2 separate regions of the Xenopus tropicalis genome follow, and region 1 is linked to region 2. A link is a contact called in public Hi-C data. All regions are on one chromosome and are shown on one strand. The core of a region is the stretch at or near the end of the contact, and the rest is flanking DNA. Distances in the headings are between cores, read along the strand shown.

Region 1 (4,990 bases), core at 172-2,671, 190 kb before region 2:
GGGAAAAAAAAAAGACAGGTTAGCAGATCTAGGTCAGGGCAGGAGTCCTGTGTCTGCAGGAACTGTGATAAGCAAAGGGGCATAGTTCAGACACAGCTCATCAAATGCACCCACACAGGAGTCAATAGATTAGTGCCTGAATGCCTTTTGTGTGTATGGTTTTAAATAGGGTTCCTAAAACACATATCTGCAGTAGTTAACTATCTCTGCAAATATACTGATGGTTCAGACATAGAATCTCTGTGATGTTGCTGATGAAAGAAAAATGGTATATAATATCTTGGCGTTGTGACCCTGCTCTACGCATGACCTGCAGAGTATTCAAACTGACTCACCTAAGAAATAACCCACATGTTTGTATTACTATTAAACTTGCTCATGCAACATTGTATTACTAAAGCATATTAGGCAGAGTGGTATTTCATTTTGAATATACCAAAAAAGTTAACACTATATATATACTTCTGCTCCACCGCACCTGGCTTACTGCCTGTGCCAGAGGGGTCATTAGTCTGAAATGCTTGGCAACAAGAAGGCATATTTATGTTGCTTCCATATATTTTGTTTTTGATGTTATTATTTTAAAAGTTTCTGTCATATCTGCCCCTCTCCAATTCATCTTTCTGTCTACTTTTAGATTGCTAATGTACACGGGACCCTTGCAACAAGAACAATAGGGTCTCTCTGAAGGATAAGCAGTGAGTCTAGACTTTATAAGGGCTGTGACACACAGGGAGATTAGTCGCTCCGTGACAAAACTCCCAACATACCGGCAACTAATCTCCCCTCAATGCTATCCCGCAGCGCCACAATTTGCCAAAGTCACCAAAGTTTCCTTTCAAGGCAACTTTGGCAAATCTCCCACGTATGCCATCCCACCAGCAATTTACATTCTAACCGGTGGAATGGCATTGAGGGGAGATTAGTCACACACGACATGGGAGATTTGTTGTGGTGCGAATAATCTCCCCGTGTGTCACAGCCCTAAGTTTGTGCTGAGAGCCACCCAAGCCACTGCTTCTGATTAAAAAGAGATTTTTCTAAGGTGTTGATGATAGATGGAGAGTTTATGTGTGTTGTAGTCCAACAGTAGAGGGATGCAGGTGGGGCCTTTTAGCTCAGAAGTGTTCTTTTAAGGTATGATGTATTTATGCTAAAGCGTATTTATACGAAATTCCCTTCCCCTGCACATTGTAGCTCTCGCCAATCTGTGCAGGGGTTAACAGAGTCCGTGTCCGATTATCAGCATGCGAACTGTGTTGCAATGTTAGTCAGCTTAGAGGTATAAGAAAGTTAAGTGAACTTTGTACAGGATGAAATCGAAGCTGTGCTTTCAGTCAGGCAGTTCCCCCTCTACCAGCAACCAATCTCCTTCAGCTGTAAAGAAGTATAACCCGTCTGGTGGGTAGCATAGACTCCTGCACTTCCCAGTCAGCTCCAGAGTAATAAGGGCCTGCGTTTATTATCTACCATGCGTCTTCCGGAGCCAGGAGGGCCCTTCCTGCTCTCCCTCACCGCCTTGCCTGTCTCCTATGTGGTGAACTCCCTTTCTGTCGTATCAGAGTGAGTACACACCACCGACTTCAATTTAGCAATAGCAGCAGCTTCAAATGTGTGAATGTTGTGTCTGTAGGGCAGCCAGAGGCACAGACTGTCACCCAGTAGTTACAATACTTCCAGTATAAAAGGGGGGCTCATATGTTATAATTACTGTAACTCCTAGGGTTACAACTCAGCAACGAGTAAAGGGCAGGTAGAATGCAGGCTGTGGAGCAGTTACTGTCTGTGGATGACCATACCTGCTAAACAGTAAAGAATTTAGACTGTAAGCCTTACAGGCAGGGCCCTCATATCATACTGTAAGTATAAGATCGATTATTCGGAATGTTTGGGACTGGGGGTTCTCCAAAAAATTGATTTTTCTGTAATTCGATCAGCATACTTTAACAATCATTCATTAAAACATACATATATACATACATAATTCTAACAGGATTATTGTGCTACCAGTATGGATTTATGAAGTTTAGTTACTATCAAGTACAAGGTACTTTTTCTACCTTTACAGATAGAAAGGAAATCATTTTTAAAAATTAGAATTATTTGATTAAATTGGAGTCTACGGAAGATGGCCTTCCTGTAATTGGGATAACAGGTTTCCGGATAAGGGATCCCATACCTGTATTGGCTTGCTAATTGTTATATACCCATCTGTACAGCAGAATATGTTGCACCTGACAGTTGTGGGCAATGTGGCAAAATTAATGCAACTGCATGTGCATTTTGTGACAAATTGGACTCCATTGAGCTTAAGTCCATCTGGCGTCATTTCTGGTGTGTGATTAACATCTGTTTAAGGTTCTCTAGGCGCAAGTCTGCTGCACCTATTAAAACAGGGCGCTAAGAAAAACCCTGGACCTACCGCCTGGTCAGAAGGTGGCAGTAAAGCGATGCCTCAGTAGGTGCAGCAAAGCCCATTTTGAAAGCAAGGCAGGAAGGACTGTCACAGTGCACAACTTTAGGAGTGCATTTTGATGCAAGTGCCTTTAATTATAGTAGATTTTTAAAAAAAATAAGCCCTACTGTGTCTCATTCTATATTTCCATAATAAATTAGTACCATTTTAGTGACCATACCTCTCTTGTATGAGGCACTGGGCTCAGATACAAAGGGCATGCATAAATGCTGGGTTACATCATCCTTTGAATTACATCACCCAGTGAATTCACAGAGCTGTGTCATTTACCTCCTTTCTTCTTGCTGTTTTTTTTCCTGTCAGGTGTTCAGTGAGTGATAAAGATGTAACAGGGCAATACAGACTGACATGTATATGCCAATTCAGTAAGATTATTTGATAAGTCAATTATTATTTAATAGGAAATAAATCATCAGTTTGTTATGTTTTTGTTCAGAACAAAAAGTTCTTCAACTAGGATACTAGTTACTACAAGGACATGGCATTGTATTGTATATGTGCGTGTGTTTGTATATCAGATTATATCATCCTTTAGGCTAGTGCCACACAAAGCTGATTCTCAGCCTTGTGGAAAGCCTGCTGAAATAAGATTTGGCATTGAAAAATAATATCCATGCCCTTATATAAGAAAGGAAATATATGTGATTTTACCTTCTTACACCACACACCCTTTATGCATGATTTCACCATGATGCAGCTAGCTGGCTATCTATGTTGGGGAAATAGACAGTGTTGCACTCTCCTTGTTACACACTTGTGTGTGTATTGTTGCATTAAACACCCAGAATTCAAGTGTTAACTTCTCTCCAACACTTTGGTGCACATTTACTAATCCACGAATCTGAATCCCGAATGGGAAAAAATCGGATTGGAAACGAAAATTTTGCGACTTTTTCATCGCCGTCGCGTTTTTTTCGTATGTTGCACGATTTTTTCGTCGCCGTCACAACTTTATCGTATTTTGCGCGACTTTTTCGTCGCCGTCGCAATTTTTTCATATTGAGCAATTGTAAACTGATAAGCTGAATATGCGGAATATGTTGGTGCTTAATAAATAAATGTTAATAATAATACAATTTTTTTAGTATTCTGAAAAGCAAAGTATGTTTGGGAGTTCTTACATTTTATTATTAGCCATGCAAATTCTGTGATATATATCCTTATGCAAAGTTTAATGTTGTCATCAGTTATAATTTGTGATTAGTGATGTAGTTTGACCTCAGCTCCTAAAATTTGTGTACTATAAAAATAATGTTACTAGAGGTGGCTTTTGCTTCCCCTGGTAGAATGCTTGTCTGAAGAAAGGTTCTCATCTGCAGCTCTAGACTGGGATTCAAATACACAGAGACCCAATACAGCTCCCCACAGGCCCAATAAATAGTTACTGTCTATGGCATCTTTTGCAGACCCTCTGGCATTTGCCAGAATCCACAGACTGCCAATCTAGGCCTGCTCAACTGTCCTTGTGGCAAAAACCTATGGGGGTGACCTGTGGTTGGCCACACAGGACAATGACTACCCAATCAGCCTGTGGCCAGTCACAAACCTGTTTGCCTCTGCATTTCTCTGTTAAAGGAACAGTAACACCAAAAAATGAAAGTGTTTTAAAGTAATTAAAATATAATGTACAGTTGCCCTGTGCTGGTAAAACTGGTAAGTTTGCAACAGAAACGCTACTATAGTTTATATAAATGAGCTGCTATGTCAACACGGGGGCAGCCATTGAAGCTGGGAAAAAGGAGAAAAGGCACAGGCACATAGCAGATAACAGATAAGCTTTGTAGAATATAATGGGGTTTTATCTGTTATCTGCTAAGTAACCTGTGTTTTTTCTCCTGTAAATGGCTGCCCCCGTGGCTACACAGAAGCTTTATTATATAAACTATAGTAGTCTTTCTAAGGAAAACACACCAGTTGTACCAGTACAGGGCAGCATTACATTATATAGTATTTACTTTTATACACTTTCATTTTTTGGTGTTACTGTCCCTTTAAGATTCATGGGCAATATAAATTATACACATTATATTTTGTTGATTATACTTGTGAGTAGAGCACCTTGTATATTTACCTTTATTTACATTACTTTGTTATGTGTTCTTGTTCTTCTACCCTTTTTTCACAAAAAAAGGTCCTTAAAACGCAGGTACTTAGCACAGTTTAATCCTAACTGGAACTAATTCATTGTAAATGTCACTACCATTGGCCCATTGGCACTTATTTGGTCCCAGGAGTGATGGACCAATTAAATACATTGCTTGTAATGGCATAGTGTAGTCCTAGAGGGGACCCATTCCACAAACATCACTGCCAGTAGAATTACTGTTTGGCTCAATAAGGTGCTGACCCTTTTTTTTTTTTTATAATTATCTTAAGGTTTAGGATAATGATACTTACAGCATGAGGGGGTTAATTATATCATTTTTAGGCATGAACTCACAAGTTAATTAGGGAGCTCTGACCTGCAGAGGAAAAGTTATTGTCAGTTAAAGAATATAAAAAAAGTAATGAAGT
Region 2 (5,115 bases), core at 208-2,707:
ACTTTGCATTTGCAGACAATGCTTTTAAATAAGAGCAACTGTGCCTGCTCTTCTATGTGAATCCACTGCATTTGCACTGAAAATGATGTTTGGATGTCACCATCAAAATTACATTAGTGCCTGATTCAGTAAGTGCAAGTTAGCTGTGTCAATTGATGATGGCCTGCACCCAGATCTACTGTGTTCCTCTGCATCAATAAATGCATTGTGGGAGATTCACATCAGAAAGGCAGACGAATGCAGCAGTGCCAAACAAAACTATGCAGAAATACTAAGAGTTGCTTTCGTACCCTAAATAAAAACCATTTTTTTTGCGAAATGACTGCAGAGGGCTCTGCCAACAAGCAGAATTGGCCCTAATCATCATCATTTATTAATCAAAAGAAAATGGCCTGTGCATGCATGACCATATACCCCTGATCCACCTCTGTTATGTCCAATTATGCTAAAACACCCATGATCCATTCAAATCCCACCCAGTCCCCCACATGTCCTGCTCCCGTTATGACCCACTAATCACATGTTCAAATCTCCTGGAGCCCCCTGTGCAGTGAGGACCCTGACTGCAGTATTCCCTGAAGCCCTAAAGGGAGAACCAATTTAATATTTATACCCTTGGTTTAGAATGAGAAGTTGGGCAGGCAGGTGTCTGTACATCTTTGGCCATATAGTGCATTTTATATAAAAATTGTTGTATGCTTTCAACAATTACATTAGGTAAAAGAGAGGTCTAAACCTAGCACCCCAGTTCTTGCTTGACTACAAATTAAAGGATCTTCCAACAAAAAGAGTCTGTTGCACTGTTAGAAGATCCAGCAAGAGGGAAGTATTGATTGTATTTCGCTTATAGCTAATAACTTTTTCTATTAGCAGTTAGTAAATACAGTGTTAGACTGGCCCACCAGGATACCAGGAAAACTCCCAGAGGGCCCAGGTGTCAGTGGGCCCTCCTGCTCCTAACTATTTGGCTTGTAAGCCTATACCATGGCCATTACTCAATTCTATATGAGAATAAATGGAGAAAAGGATAGATAATAGTATATACAAAGAAGTAATTAAGAGATTAAAGAACGTGAGTGAACAGAGAAGGGGAGAGTGGGCCTAAGGTCTAAGGTTTTCAGGTGGGCCTTTGGCACCCCAGTCCGAAACTGAGTAGTTAGGTCCCCTTTATTGGGGATATCAGTTACTTAAAATGACCATAGCTATTCAAACATAAAATTTAACACCACTTATATTCTATCCACTGTCACTTACTTCTACCCATAACTGTTCTCAATGGAATAACCTTACACCTACTTAGTTATCATTACCACCCTCCGGTCACATTATTCAACCTATAGGATTCATTTTCACAGACCTAAAATTGTAGTTATGTTGGGCAATGGCTCTCTCTGCTGCCCGGAAGGTGGCACTACAACCAGCCCCATGGAATAGTATTAACCAATCTTTACGCGAAGTATGGAGTGAGAGGTTTGGAACGCAATTGGAACGCACGGGTCCGTAACTAAAATATGCAATAATCATTCCTTCCGGGGATGCTCTTTACATCAAGATGGTAACGTCTGTGCTGAGCAGTGTGACTATAAGTAGGTGAGGTTCTCCAAGTAATCTATTTTCAGGGAAGGTAGAATAAGTACAAACGTTTCCTAGTAGAGGGGCGGCTGGGCAGTCAGTGTGACACGTGTCTGTGTTACACAAATACCGGGCTCGGATCTGCTCGGCGCTCACTACTGTTTAGTATCATAATAGTCTGTTCCTTATCTGCAGGGTCAGCTCTGTACTTAACCGAGATGTCAAGCAGTTTGGCAAACAATTTCTGTTCGATGGCAGGGAGGAGACATGCTGGAACTCGGATCAGGTGAGGGGGTTTCAGGGGGAGAGTTTGGTCTAAATTTGGCCATACAGAGCCTGATTTGGCTACCAACTGGATGGACCATGTGAATAATAATCTGTATATAATAATAATAATTTAAATAATAAAAAGAATAATAATTTGTCTCAACCTTGGGTTTGTGATTGGATCACACTGTTGATCTGCCAGGAGCTGACTACCTCACTGGTGTCTGATGTTCGGCTAGATATGAGTGGGGAGGCCATTGGCCATTTTGCATGTGTTGGCCACATGAAATGAGACTGGGGATCTATCATTGGCTCATAGCAGTCCAGCATTGCACAAAAAACTCCATTAGAAACTCTGGTTTCTTCCAGTTACTCAGAAATGGGTGGTGCTTTTTTCAGTGTAATGCAATGAAAACCCTAATGCCCTAGCTTCAGTTTAATTGGGCACACAAAATCTGGTGCCCCATGTCTAAATAATGCCTGTTTCATTTTAACTTCTATGTTATGTTCTAAACTACTGAGAACCGCGTTTGTAGGTTAAAGGGATACTATTCCCCCAAACATTGTACCCTTCCTTATACAGTTAGACCCTACAATCATTTTCTCTTATTGGTATCAAGTGTTTAGGGGTGGAGCACACAGAATATCACAAAATGGAGGCTCAAGGAAGACTAGATATTTACTCATATGTATTTGCCAAGTTGATAAGATTACTTTATAGGTCAGATGCTTACAGAATTGGCTTACAGCTGTAATTTATCTATAGACCCCCCACCCCAACCATATCTTTTCACATTTCTAGTAGGCAAAATATTTACCCCTAATTGGATTTTGTGATGTTTTTGTTGCTTATAGGGGTCGTGTCAGTGGGTTTTGATGGAATTTCCACAGAATGTATTAGTCTCTCAGATTCATCTTCAGTTCCAAGGAGGTTTTTCCTGCCAAACCTGTGCTCTAGAAGGTAAGCTGTGAAATGATGGACTTTTCAATCTGAGTACATTACTATAGTATTACTGTACTAAACAGAGTTGTTACCATTGACATTCCATTCTGAATGTCTTTTCACTAGGCTGCACAAGGATTAGGTAATTTTACATGAATAATGAGTCTCTGGTTCCGAGTAACTGCAGCTTTTTGCAGACAATGGCCAGACTTAGGCTGTACTATACATAAAGCTATCCAATAACATTATACAGAATAAAAGGGACTGTAAAGGGTTTTTAGTGAGTTATGAAAAACTGAATACATCTCTTTTGTTCCTAGGATGCTACAAAGATGGGGAATTGGTGAAGATAGCAGACTTCTACCCTGAAGACACCAACACTCTTCAAATATCCTTTTTTGCATTACATACCCTCTCTGATGTTATGAAAGCTCTGCTACAGTGATCCCCAACCAGTGGCTCAGGGGCAACATGTTGCTCACCACCCCCTTTGATGTTGCTCCCAGTGGCCTCAAAGTAGGTGCCAATTCTTTAATTTCTGGCTTGGAGGCAAATTTTCCAAGCAGAGCCTCCTGCAGGCCAGCAGTCCACATGGGGATACCAAATATCCAATCACTGCCCTTATTTGGTACCCCCAAAGAACTTTTTTCATGCTTGTGTAGCTCACCAACACTTTATACATCTGAGTGTAGCTCGCAAATAAAAAAATAAAAGGTTGGGGATCCCTGCTCTACTACATAGGCTTCTTTAAAAAAAAAACTGGGCATTTATAGGTTTGTGATGCCCAAGTGGTCCACAGTGATAGTTAACCAGAACAATTGAATTCTGACAAAATCGATTACAGTGTTGCTGCAGCCACAATACCTCCCTGATGCCTAAGCAGTACCAAAAGTCCGGTTATTATTTGTTTCTCTTTATGGGAGCTTGCAGCAATATAACAGCCAGAATGGCTCCTTAGGCAATCGGGCATCTATTTTAAGATGTCCGTTGCACCAAAAATATAAAACTTGGAGGGGAAAACTGCAATATCCTGAGATACCAAGTGCTTGGGGTTGGTAAGGCCACAACAACTGTTTCAATTTTGTGATTGATCATATAAAAGAAAAACCCCTGCTTGGGGCTGTAATTGGTAGCAATAAACATGTTTTGGCACTGGTGAAATGTGCGTACTGACACCCACACTCATATAGTTCTTAAAGAACCTTCACTCGCACATAGCAAATGCATTTCTACACACATACTGATGCAAGAACATCCTTACACTAACACACATTCATACACTGATTAACTTGTTTAGATATAAAAACATACATCACTTACATCACATACATCACTTTTCACATTCAGATGGAATGAAAAAGTAAGGCACCATAGGTATATGTCTCTATAGCAGTGGTTCTCAACCTTCCTAATGCCGTGACCCTTTAATACAGTTCCTCCTGTTGTGGTGACCCCCAACCATAAAACTTTTTCAAACGACCCTTTCACAGGGGTCGCCTAAGACCATCGGAAATATGTGTTTTCCGATGGTCTTAAGCGACCCCTGTGAAAGGGTCGTTTGACCCCCAAAGGGGTCCTGACCCACAGGTTGAGAACCGCTGCTCTATAGCAAGATGCACTTCATGCATTACTGTCTAGATTTTTGGTTTAATTGCAAATTGTATTCCTTGATTGAGCTCCTGTTTGATCTCTTAACTCCTTTCCTTCACAAATTTACTTTTGCTGAGCAGTCAGTCAGCAAGCTCAGGGTTTCATTTCTAAACAGTACTGATTTCTTTGGGAGGATAACGCTTTACCATTTGGATGTTCTTGGATAGAAATATAACAACGTCTTCAGCAACTGAATTAAGCACTGTACCAACACTGCCCAGATTGTTCCGGACAGGACAGAAGTTGGGTCACACATTACATCCAATTCTGCCCCCTCTCTAGGCTGGACCATTGCTGCCTGTTATGAAGGGATATCAAGTGGCGCTGTCAGGTTCTTCTCTTACAGGCTATTTAGGAAATAAAACATAACACTGCCATACATGAAGCTCTTCAGGAAAGAATAGTAAAATGCAAAAACTGGATTAGTTGGCCAACACTTTCTACTAATTTTGAAGAGTGGTAAAAACATAAATGCTTGCACTTGCACTCACCTCCAGACTTTATTCCTGAACCTTCAGCAATGGAATGACCTTGCATATACCAGTATAGGATCTGTTATCCGGAAGCCCATTATCCAGAAAGTTCTGAATTACAGGAAGGCTCCATAGATTCCATTTAATCAAATTATTATCATTACAAAATTTTCTTAACATTGTTCTTGGTCCAAACTAAGCTGCATGAAT

Evidence for each region. A called contact is a pair of places that touch in the nucleus more often than the background predicts.
Region 1: a contact with region 2 is called in a Hi-C map of tailbud embryo, with 3 times the contacts expected there. The contact joins the promoter of tm6sf2 here to the promoter of nr2c2ap in region 2. A contact is called at or near these places in 2 of 5 Hi-C or Micro-C datasets (brain and tailbud embryo).

What each region holds. Positions count from the first base shown.
Region 1 is chr1:114,102,179-114,107,168 of UCB_Xtro_10.0, reverse strand. tm6sf2 (transmembrane 6 superfamily member 2) reads left to right here and starts at 1,421. Exons shown (of 10, transcript NM_001128019.1): 1 at 1,421-1,563. The coding sequence starts at 1,472.
Region 2 is chr1:113,910,113-113,915,227 of UCB_Xtro_10.0, reverse strand. nr2c2ap (nuclear receptor 2C2-associated protein) reads left to right here and starts at 1,457. Exons shown (of 5, transcript NM_001016306.3): 1 at 1,457-1,590; 2 at 1,768-1,858; 3 at 2,695-2,800; 4 at 3,103-3,170; 5 at 4,492-5,115. The coding sequence starts at 1,553. The coding sequence ends at 4,599.